2 separate regions of the Danio rerio genome follow, and region 2 is linked to region 1. The links are chromatin contacts, called in public HiCAR-type maps. All regions are on one chromosome and are shown on one strand. The core of a region is the stretch at or near the end of the contact, and the rest is flanking DNA. Distances in the headings are between cores, read along the strand shown.

Evidence for each region. HiCAR-type assays count read pairs that join an accessible place to other places.
Region 2: a contact with region 1 is called in a HiCAR-type map of caudal fin, with 6 times the contacts expected there. The contact joins the promoter of LOC100001344 here to the promoter of LOC561565 in region 1. A contact is called at or near these places in 1 of 18 Hi-C or Micro-C datasets (an unstated tissue) and 1 of 4 datasets of contacts at active chromatin or transcription factors (caudal fin).

What each region holds. Positions count from the first base shown.
Region 1 is chr5:33,652,772-33,657,307 of GRCz12tu, reverse strand. It overlaps LOC561565 (neuropeptide FF receptor 2), which reads right to left and starts at 2,642. Exons shown (of 5, transcript XM_073952339.1): 1 at 2,543-2,642. It overlaps glipr2 (GLI pathogenesis-related 2), which reads left to right. Exons shown (of 13, transcript NM_001423664.1): 3 at 1,150-1,359; 4 at 2,563-2,640; 5 at 2,735-2,917; 6 at 3,404-3,502; 7 at 3,646-3,858; 8 at 4,076-4,153; 9 at 4,227-4,409.
Region 2 is chr5:33,834,753-33,839,288 of GRCz12tu, reverse strand. LOC100001344 reads left to right here and starts at 2,570. Exons shown (of 6, transcript NM_001110226.1): 1 at 2,570-2,653. The coding sequence starts at 2,570.

The DNA.
Region 1 (4,536 bases), core at 1,393-3,892:
ATTTTTGTTGCTTAACCTTTTCTGCTTAACTAACAGTTTAGCAGCATTTATTCAGTTCTAATATTTGTTTAAATATTTTTACTCAGTCATATTTGTTAGGGTTGTCAAATTGTCCCACAACAGTTTTATCAAGGTTGCACGTTGAGGTTAAATGTTTGACATATTGCATACATAGTGGATGAATGAAACATTTCAGGTATTGTTTAATCTACCAATTACAGAACTGGGCTAGATTATAAATTTTGCTCTGAAAGACAGCATCTGAACACCAGTGAGCTTATTTAAGAAAAGAGAATGTGTTTACTAGAAATAAATCATTTTAAGTCAAAATTGGGCAGCGCAGTGGGTAGAATGATCACCTCACAGCATGAAGGTCACTAGTTTAAGCCCCGGCTGAGTCAGTTGGCATTTCTGTGTGGAGTCTGCATGTTCTCCTTGTGTTGGCATGGGTTTCCTCCAGGTGCCTGGGTTTCCCCCACAGTCCAAAGACATGTGCTAGAGGGGAATTGGGTAAGCTAAATTGTCTTTAGTTTATGTGTGTGAATGAGAGTGTATTCCCAGTGATGGGTTGCAGCTGGAAGGGCATTCACTGCATAAAACATATGCTGGATAAGTTGGCGGTTTATTCCACTGTGGCGACCCCTGATTAATAAAGGGACTAAGCCAAAAAGAAAATAAATGAATAAATGTAGTCAAAATTTCACACATTATATAAATAAATTAGATTGGAAAGGGATTAGCATGTTTAGAGTTTTGATATTTAGGTTAGGGCCACTGGGTTAGTTTTGGCCTTTTTTTTATATTTTTACTTGCCAATATTCTAGTTTTGTTATTCAGACCTGACAAAAGGAAATTAAAGGATAGTTCACCCAAAAACTTATTTCCCTATTTTTTTCACCCTTAAGTGATTCTAAATGGAAGCCAGTGTCTGCTGCATTCCAACTTTCTTCAGAATATCTTCTTTTATGTAACAACACAAAAAGAAAGTTAAACAGTTTTGGATAGTGGAAAGTGAGCAAATGAAGACATATCAAAATTTTATATGAACTATCCTTTTAAGTCTGATCAAATTTAATATTTATACAATAAATAAATTGTGTATATATATTTGTTTCAGCACACTGTAAATCTCTGTGCTCCTCTCTGCAGGCAGCAGTTTTGAGGCCGAGTTCCTACAGGTGCACAATGCCTACCGCAAACAGCACGGAGCTCCGCCCCTCACCTTTAACAAAAACCTGTGCCGCTCCGCACAGCAGTGGGCGGAGCATCTGCTTTCAACCAAAACACTCGCACACAGCAACAAGGGCTACGGAGAAAATTTGTATTATGCTTGGAGTTCAGCTAACAAAAAACTCACAGGTCAGTTTACTACTTGCAATTAGATGGTCCATTCCAAACGGAAATATCAGCATGAAAAATAATGACCTCACTGCAAACCAAAATGCTCAAAACTGGACACTCCAAAGGGCCCTTAAGGAATGAAAAATTTTGAAAAATACAACTGAAGTTGTTAGTGTCACACACTACACTCAATTCAGAAGGGCTCTACCTATGCCATAATCCAGTGTTTCTCAACCATGTTCCAGGAGGACTACCAGCCCTGCACATATTCCATGTCTCCTTAACCAAACACACCCGATTCTGAACATCAGCTGACCTTTAATGGGTGTGAATGACAAAAGAGACATCCAAAACATGCAATCTAGGTGGTCTTTCAGGAACAAAGTTGAGAAATATCTCCCTGATCTCTTCAGAGGGACCCTTTGAAAGGATTAGGGTATAGGGATGAGCCCTTCCAAATTGAACCCTCCCACAATGTTTATTCCTTATCACTCATAATGACCGTCATATCATGAGCACTCAAAATCTGAGTTTGGGTCCAATTTGAATCCGTTTGTGTCTCCCTTTACAGGACAATAATCATAGAGCTGTATAAATAGATGCCACATTTGACTACAGATACACAGAAATGTTTGCCATCATGGTATGGTTAACAAGTTGTGTCGACTTGTTATTTACCACAAAAATGGTATAAAGTCATATCAAGCCACACCTTCCCACTGTATTATTCGTTTGTCCCTTATATAGTGCATCATGTAACGTTACCATTGTCCATATTAAGAACAGTGATATCAAGTGACCAATTTCAGCCACAGCTTTTCTCTCTTCATATTGTAGAGTGAGGGACACTTCAGATTATAGAGAACGGTAAATGGCACAAGTTGAAATGCAGGGTGATGTTATCAAAATAATTTATCCATCCAAGTTTTGAATGCACACATCTTCTAAATGTATTATATCAATAACCATATAAGACTCAAATGCTCATATTAAAAGCTATAACTAAACTTTAGGTTTGATTCCTTGGCTAGACCTACAGTACAATACAATGGAGCAGACAAAGAAACATACAAGATTTTATAATCTATTGGATTGGTTTGTGTGAACAGGCCATGTGATTTCTTATGTACTACAAATAAAAATAAGCAAATGATATAAAGCATCTGTGTTGTTTTATATGTGGAAACAGTAGGTTACATACCTTTCCCTAACTTTTTAAAGGACATGAGGCAGTGGACAGCTGGTACGGTGAAATTAAAGACTACAACTTCAGTAGGCCAGGATTTAGCTCCAAAACAGGTGAATGTACAAGCAGCCAACACATTCTGTGGTGGTTAAACGCTTAGTTTGTACGGGTCTCCTTTGCAACACTGACTCCTAGTGGTTTCTCCAGGTCACTTCACACAGGTGGTGTGGAAGGACACAAAAGAGTTGGGAGTTGGACTGGCCACTGATGGGAACACAATTTTTGTCGTGGGTCAGTACCTTCCCGCTGGAAACATCGCAAATGCAGGTTATTTTGAAAAAAATGTCCTGCCGACTGGCTCTAAACTAGATCAAAAGTCCACTGGTGCAAGTGAGTACACTTTCTAGTGAATTACTTCACGTTGTTATCCATCTATATTTTCCTGTATAGACCATTTCAATGTGGAGATGTCATTGGCCCATGAGCGTTTCCATCTTGTTATCAAACTATTTGAGAACTGTAACAAGAGGCAATTCAATCATAACTCAACATTAAAACAGCTATCAGAACATTATCAATATGTGAAGCTTTTTGTATTCTCTGAAGTTATAGAAATTAAAGATTTTAAACAAGAAACGCATTAGGACAATTGTTTTTGTTTACATCCCTCAAAATGGTCTATTTATACACATTAATAATATTAATTTGACAATAATTACTTATTAAATTTAACAAATTGTTATCATGAAATAAGTAATAACAATGATAAATCATAGTTTAAATGTTATATTTGAATTGTGAATATTGTAAAAGACAGAGGTGTTGATGAAAAGCTGTTAACTATAATAAATGTTTGATATATCTGGCAACATTCAGCTCACAAAGTGGAACAAGCTCATGGTTCATCAGGCATTCATTCAAACAAAGTGCCCTCAGTGCCTCACATTGCTGAAAAACCAACACCAGAGGGCAAAGGTACAGTAAATTTTTTTATACATCCTTGTTCTTTGCATAAAGGCAAACATGCGTAACATTGTCTTTGACGTTTTTAAATCTCAGCATGTGCACCTTTGTTGTATTTTTCATTGCAATAAAAAATCCTTTATATTCATTTGCAGCAGAAAGCAGTTTTGAGGCAGAGTTCTTGCAGACCCACAATGCATATCGAAAACATCATGGAGCTCCACCCCTTACCATAAACATAAACCTGAGCCGCTCTGCACAAAAGTGGGCAGAGCATCTGCTGTCAATCAGGACTCTCATGCACAGCAACGGAGACCATGGAGAAAATGTGTATTATGCTTATAACTCGGCTAACAAAAAACTCACAGGTCAGAGTTTAGTGACAGCTCGACAATATCAAAACATTTACTAATGTTTCATTTGCTCACCTCTCTGTCTTAGAAGTCTTTTGCATAATACTGAGAATATGTTTTTTTTTTAAATGAGCATTATGTCATTGATTTAGTTTGCTTTTTAGTTTTTAGTTTGCAATTATTATTATTTAGTTTGCATGTTTTTACCATCACAGTTTGTTAATTGATACAGGACGTGAGGCAGTGGAAAGCTGGTACAATGAAATTAAAGAGTACAACTTCAGCAGGCCTGGATTCTCCTCTAAAACAGGTGAATGTTTGTGTAAACGCTCTGGGTTGGGGTCAGTTCTGGTCTCTTTACTCACATCTGGTTCTTTCCCCAGGTCACTTCACACAGGTGGTGTGGAAGGACTCAAAAGAGTTGGGAGTTGGACTAGCCACTGATGGAAGCACAAGTTTTGTGGTGGGACAGTACCTTCCAGGAGGTAACATCACAAATGCAGGTTATTTTGAGAGAAATGTCCTACCGGGGGGATCCAAAGTAGACCTCAAAGCCACCCCACCTGGTGAGTCTACAGGTGCTTTCTATGTAAAATTGTATAGAGTTTATTGTAGAACAAACATGTGACTAAGTAATAATAATATTTTTGGCCAGGCAGTCTATGTGTCATGGTCACCAGCGATCCAGCTCGT
Region 2 (4,536 bases), core at 1,321-3,820, 180 kb before region 1:
AGTGAGAGTACAAACGTACTCGGCATCATGACATTCAAACTGAGGACATTTTTTGAGATTGCACAATCATGTTTGTAATTGTGAAAGCAACAAAGAAGACTCATCACAAAACACACATTAAAACATCTGACAATCAATACTTGATACAGAATCAGTTCAAATGTACAGAAAGGCAAATATAAAGCTGTCAGCTAAAAGACACATCGTATTACACAATATTTTTTGTTTGTCTGAATACCTTCATAATGAATGATCTGTTTACAGTAAATGCAATCAGTTACACTGTCTTCATTAGATCTTGGCTTAGTTCAGTTCAGCATGTCTCTGGAATTCAGCTCGTCTTTTTGTCTTTGGATTGCAGCTCAGTGGCTCATTGTGTTTGAGAATGTGCAGTTCAGTGAGTCTGTACGACGAAGTGTGTGTCTGTGTTTTGTGATGGAATGCTATAGCATTACAGCTCAGTGCGGTCTGCAGCCAGTAAAACGTGGTGTTGCCATAGTAACCGCCAGAGATGTTTTACCAAAATGCCCTTGTCGACCTGATAGCAAAACATGCATATGAAATGTAAAATTATGACAGCATGTAATCATACCACAACACTTACCATACACTAGTCAGATCCGCTCCTCTGCGGTCCAGCGACATTTAGAAACTTTGTCAGAAATTTGATAAGATTATCTGATAAATTAAACAACGATGCCGTTGCCATGGCGAATGTACATGAACATTGTTTCATCCTATTTTAAACAGTCACTTCTTGAATGAATATTAGGAGAGTATTGAAAGCAGGAATATGACTCACGAATAGTAGAATTTTTTGATGACAGATGGCAATTTAACCTCACTAGAAATTTTGGCAGTTTATTAAACTGAGCTTTCATTAAGAATTACTTCAGAAAACGCTAAAATAGATAGCACATGACATTTATTCAGAGGTGGACGTTTAGCTTACTGTCACAATTCTCACAGTTCTTGTAAGATTCTGCTTGTGTGGAGTTATTTATCAAGCTACACACTGCAAAAATAGCTTTTCTTACTTGGATTTTTTGTCCTTTTTTCTAGACTAAATATCTAAAATTCTTAAATCAAGAAGAATTTTCTAGACAAACAAAACATAATGTCTTGTTTTCAGAAATAATATGCCAATATTAAGTGAGTTTTTCCTTAAAACAAGCAAAATAATCTGTCAATGGGGTAAGCAAAATAATCTTATGTCAAAAGGAAAAACTAGATTGTTTTGCTTGTTTTAAGGAAAAACTCACTTAATATTGGCATATTATTTCTGAAAATAAGACATTATGTTTTGCTTGTCTAGAAAATACTTAATATAAGAGTTTTTAGATATTTGGACTAAAAAAATACAAAAAAAAAAACTGTAAAAAAGTAATAAAAGCATTTTAGCAGTGCACTATGTTGTTGAAATGAATTTTAAGTAGATGTATGAGAAACACTCTTATATAAACAGTATAAAATAAATGTAAACTTTATCATTCATGAAACATTTTCATTTTTGATTTTTTTTATAGTGAAAAATGTTGAATTAGATTACAAGAATGTTCCTCAGACTAATAAAATAAAATCTGTTCATCATATAGAGGATCTTTATAAAACCCAAAATGAAAAATCTTCGATGGCATCAGTACAAAAACATCCTTTAGGAACATTTGTTTTTAAGAGTTGCGTAATTTAGACACAAGATGATTTTTTTTTGTTTCATTGATATTCTACATTCGGATTTATATCTTTACTTATGTTAGACTTGAGCATTATATCTCATTACCAAACATTTTCACAGCCATACCAGTTCATTCAAGTCCTTTAGGTCTAACATCGACCAAACATATTTGATTTTAGGATACCACTGAGCCTTTAAAACCAACACGGCATAAGAATAATTAAACATATGCTACACGGGAAGCTGCTTTATGATTTGTTCATCTCGATTCTCGATGTGAAGCAGACAGAACCTATTATGTTCTAGACTATCTGGTAATATTTATAGCCCCAAATGATTTGACCAGAATCCCCATGCTCTTTTATGTTGTAAAAGCTCCCAGACACAGAAATAAACATGCCATTAGCCAGTTGTTTTTCTTTTTTGTGTGTGTGTGTGTGAGAGTGTGTTCGACACAGCATTAACTACCCTGGAATTCTCTCAAGATGTCAGAAAAGCTTGCAGAAAACCATCTGCATAGGCACAAAAATGGAGCCCGGCTTCTTTTAACAGAGGGGCGTTTTAAAAAAGACAGAACGAGAGCATAAAAGAGAGGGAGAGGGGAAAGGGAAAAAAGGAAAAGAAACCAGATTGCGACAGTCGATATTAAAACATGCAGTGAGTGAGAGAGAAAAGGAGGGAGAAAGAGAGAGAGAGAGAGAGAGAAAAGCGAGCTGCAGGCCTTTCCACGGGGACAAACTAGCAGAAAGGCATCTCGCAGTTATTCCTTTCTCTCTGCTCTCTCTCTCTCTCTCTCTCTCTCTCTCTCAACATCCTAACGGCAATTGATTTGTGTATGAAAAGCTGGGCGCTTTTCGCCCCCCTTTCGGGCTGTGGGTTTTGAGTGATCAGCTGATGAAGAGACTGGCTGCGCGCTGCAATGCTGGTTTGCTAATTCTCTCTCCTCCAGACTGGAGCCAGCCTGGAGACCACAGTCAGGTAAATCACCCTCTTCCTCTCTCTCTCTCTCTCTCTCTCTCTCTCTCTCTCTCTCTCTCTCTCTCTCTCTCTCTCTCTCTCCTGCGCATAGAGCATGCAATCACACCAGGCTTCAGCACATGGGCACACAGACAGAAAGTGAGAGAGGGTGTGTGTGTGTGTGTAGGTGTGATCTGTGTCTGGTGAAGGGAAACATTGCCCAGACAAATCGGTTGTGTGCATCCTGACACCTCTTTTTTTTCTTTGTAGAGGTTACTGGAATAGACGTGTGTAGCGTGAAAGGGGTTTTGGCGTGTTGCTTCAAGTATAGACTTTTGTGAATGCGCTTTCTGCATGTTTTGTGTGCAGCGGCACAGTTGTGCGCCTGTGCATGCGAGTTTGTGTGTGTGCGCCTGTGTATGTGTGTGTGTGCATTCCATTATTATGCTGTTGATTATTAGGCCTCCTTCCTTCCACATGGTCCCCTGGGGTACGTGTGAATAAATGCTTTCCGTGTGTTTTTGTGCGCGCTCACGCTTTTCATATTTCTCTGGATGTTGCATGAGACGTGCCTCTCCGTGATTGGGGTTGTTTTCTCACGTCAGTGCAATTGCGTCTCGGTTTGTCTGCTTTCTTTGCATTTAAGCGATTGGGAACGCATTGTGTGTGTGCGATTTAGACATCAAAGACTGGCATTGCCTGCATAGCGTCATACTCTGAATTCATATTTCATCTCTCCCTGATATGCTCTCTGTGCCAGCAGTGGCTGCGGCAGGCATATCACTGCACTTTAATTGCTTTTGTGTAAAACACAGACTTGGCATCACAGACACTGAGCGCAATCCGCATTTGCTTGTTCTTACACGTGAACAGTGTGCATGTTGATGAGCGTCTAGTCTCGTGTTTATTGGAGCATGTTCGGTGAGCGCTGTGTGTGTGTGTGGTGAACCGTACGTCACCGTTATGTCAGGCGCGCTGGCCGGAGATCGGTATCTCCGTAAACGTCAATCATTCCATTCACAATTGGAATGAAGATCAGAGTACCAGCGGCTCCTGCTTTCCCAGTGCGGGATCATCCTGAGCTCGTGGCACATTGTTAAGTGATGCTTTATCAAATATTAAATGGAAGTGAAAGCAGCTGCTCGTATTAGAGGGGACTGAAGATTGAAGGCAGCTTGCCTGGTGAGACGAGATAATGATGGTCTGTCATTTTGGAGCTAGACGTAGTTGGAAAGGGCAGAAAGTTCACCAGACTCTTTAATGCAATGCTAAATAATAAAAATGATCTACAGTGCCATGCAAAAACCTTTAACTTCTGACGTTTCTACAGCACAATGCTTCATTTTAGAGTTAATAGTTATGCTTATTACCTTACATGCAGTGTGTAGTATACTGTGGCTGTTTGTGAATGCAAAACGTCTACAAACTTTCAAAGATCTAAGCTCGCAGCAAATAGGTATTATCATCTCATTAAAAGAAAGCATTCTGAACTGCTGAAACTTGACTTGAACTGCTGAAGTCTTTAGCTATTTCAGTTTCACTTCTGTTACTGGCCTATGCAGATCTGTTGCAAATTTGCATAATGCAATCTGTGATTTCTATTGGCTATGAGACTTGGGCTGCACAATAATGGAAAAAAAATGCAACAATAAATCTTATGACATAAGAGTTCCGTATATATGTATTTATATATATATTTTTATATATTTATATATATATTTTTTCTTCTCAATTTCTGTTTAACAGAGAGATTTTTTTAACACATTTCTAAACATAATAGTTTTAATAACTCCTTTCTAATAACTTATTTATTTTATCTTTGCCATGATGACAGTAAATAATATTTTTACTAGATATTTTCAAGACACTTCTATACAGCTTAAAGTGACATTTAAAGGCTTAAC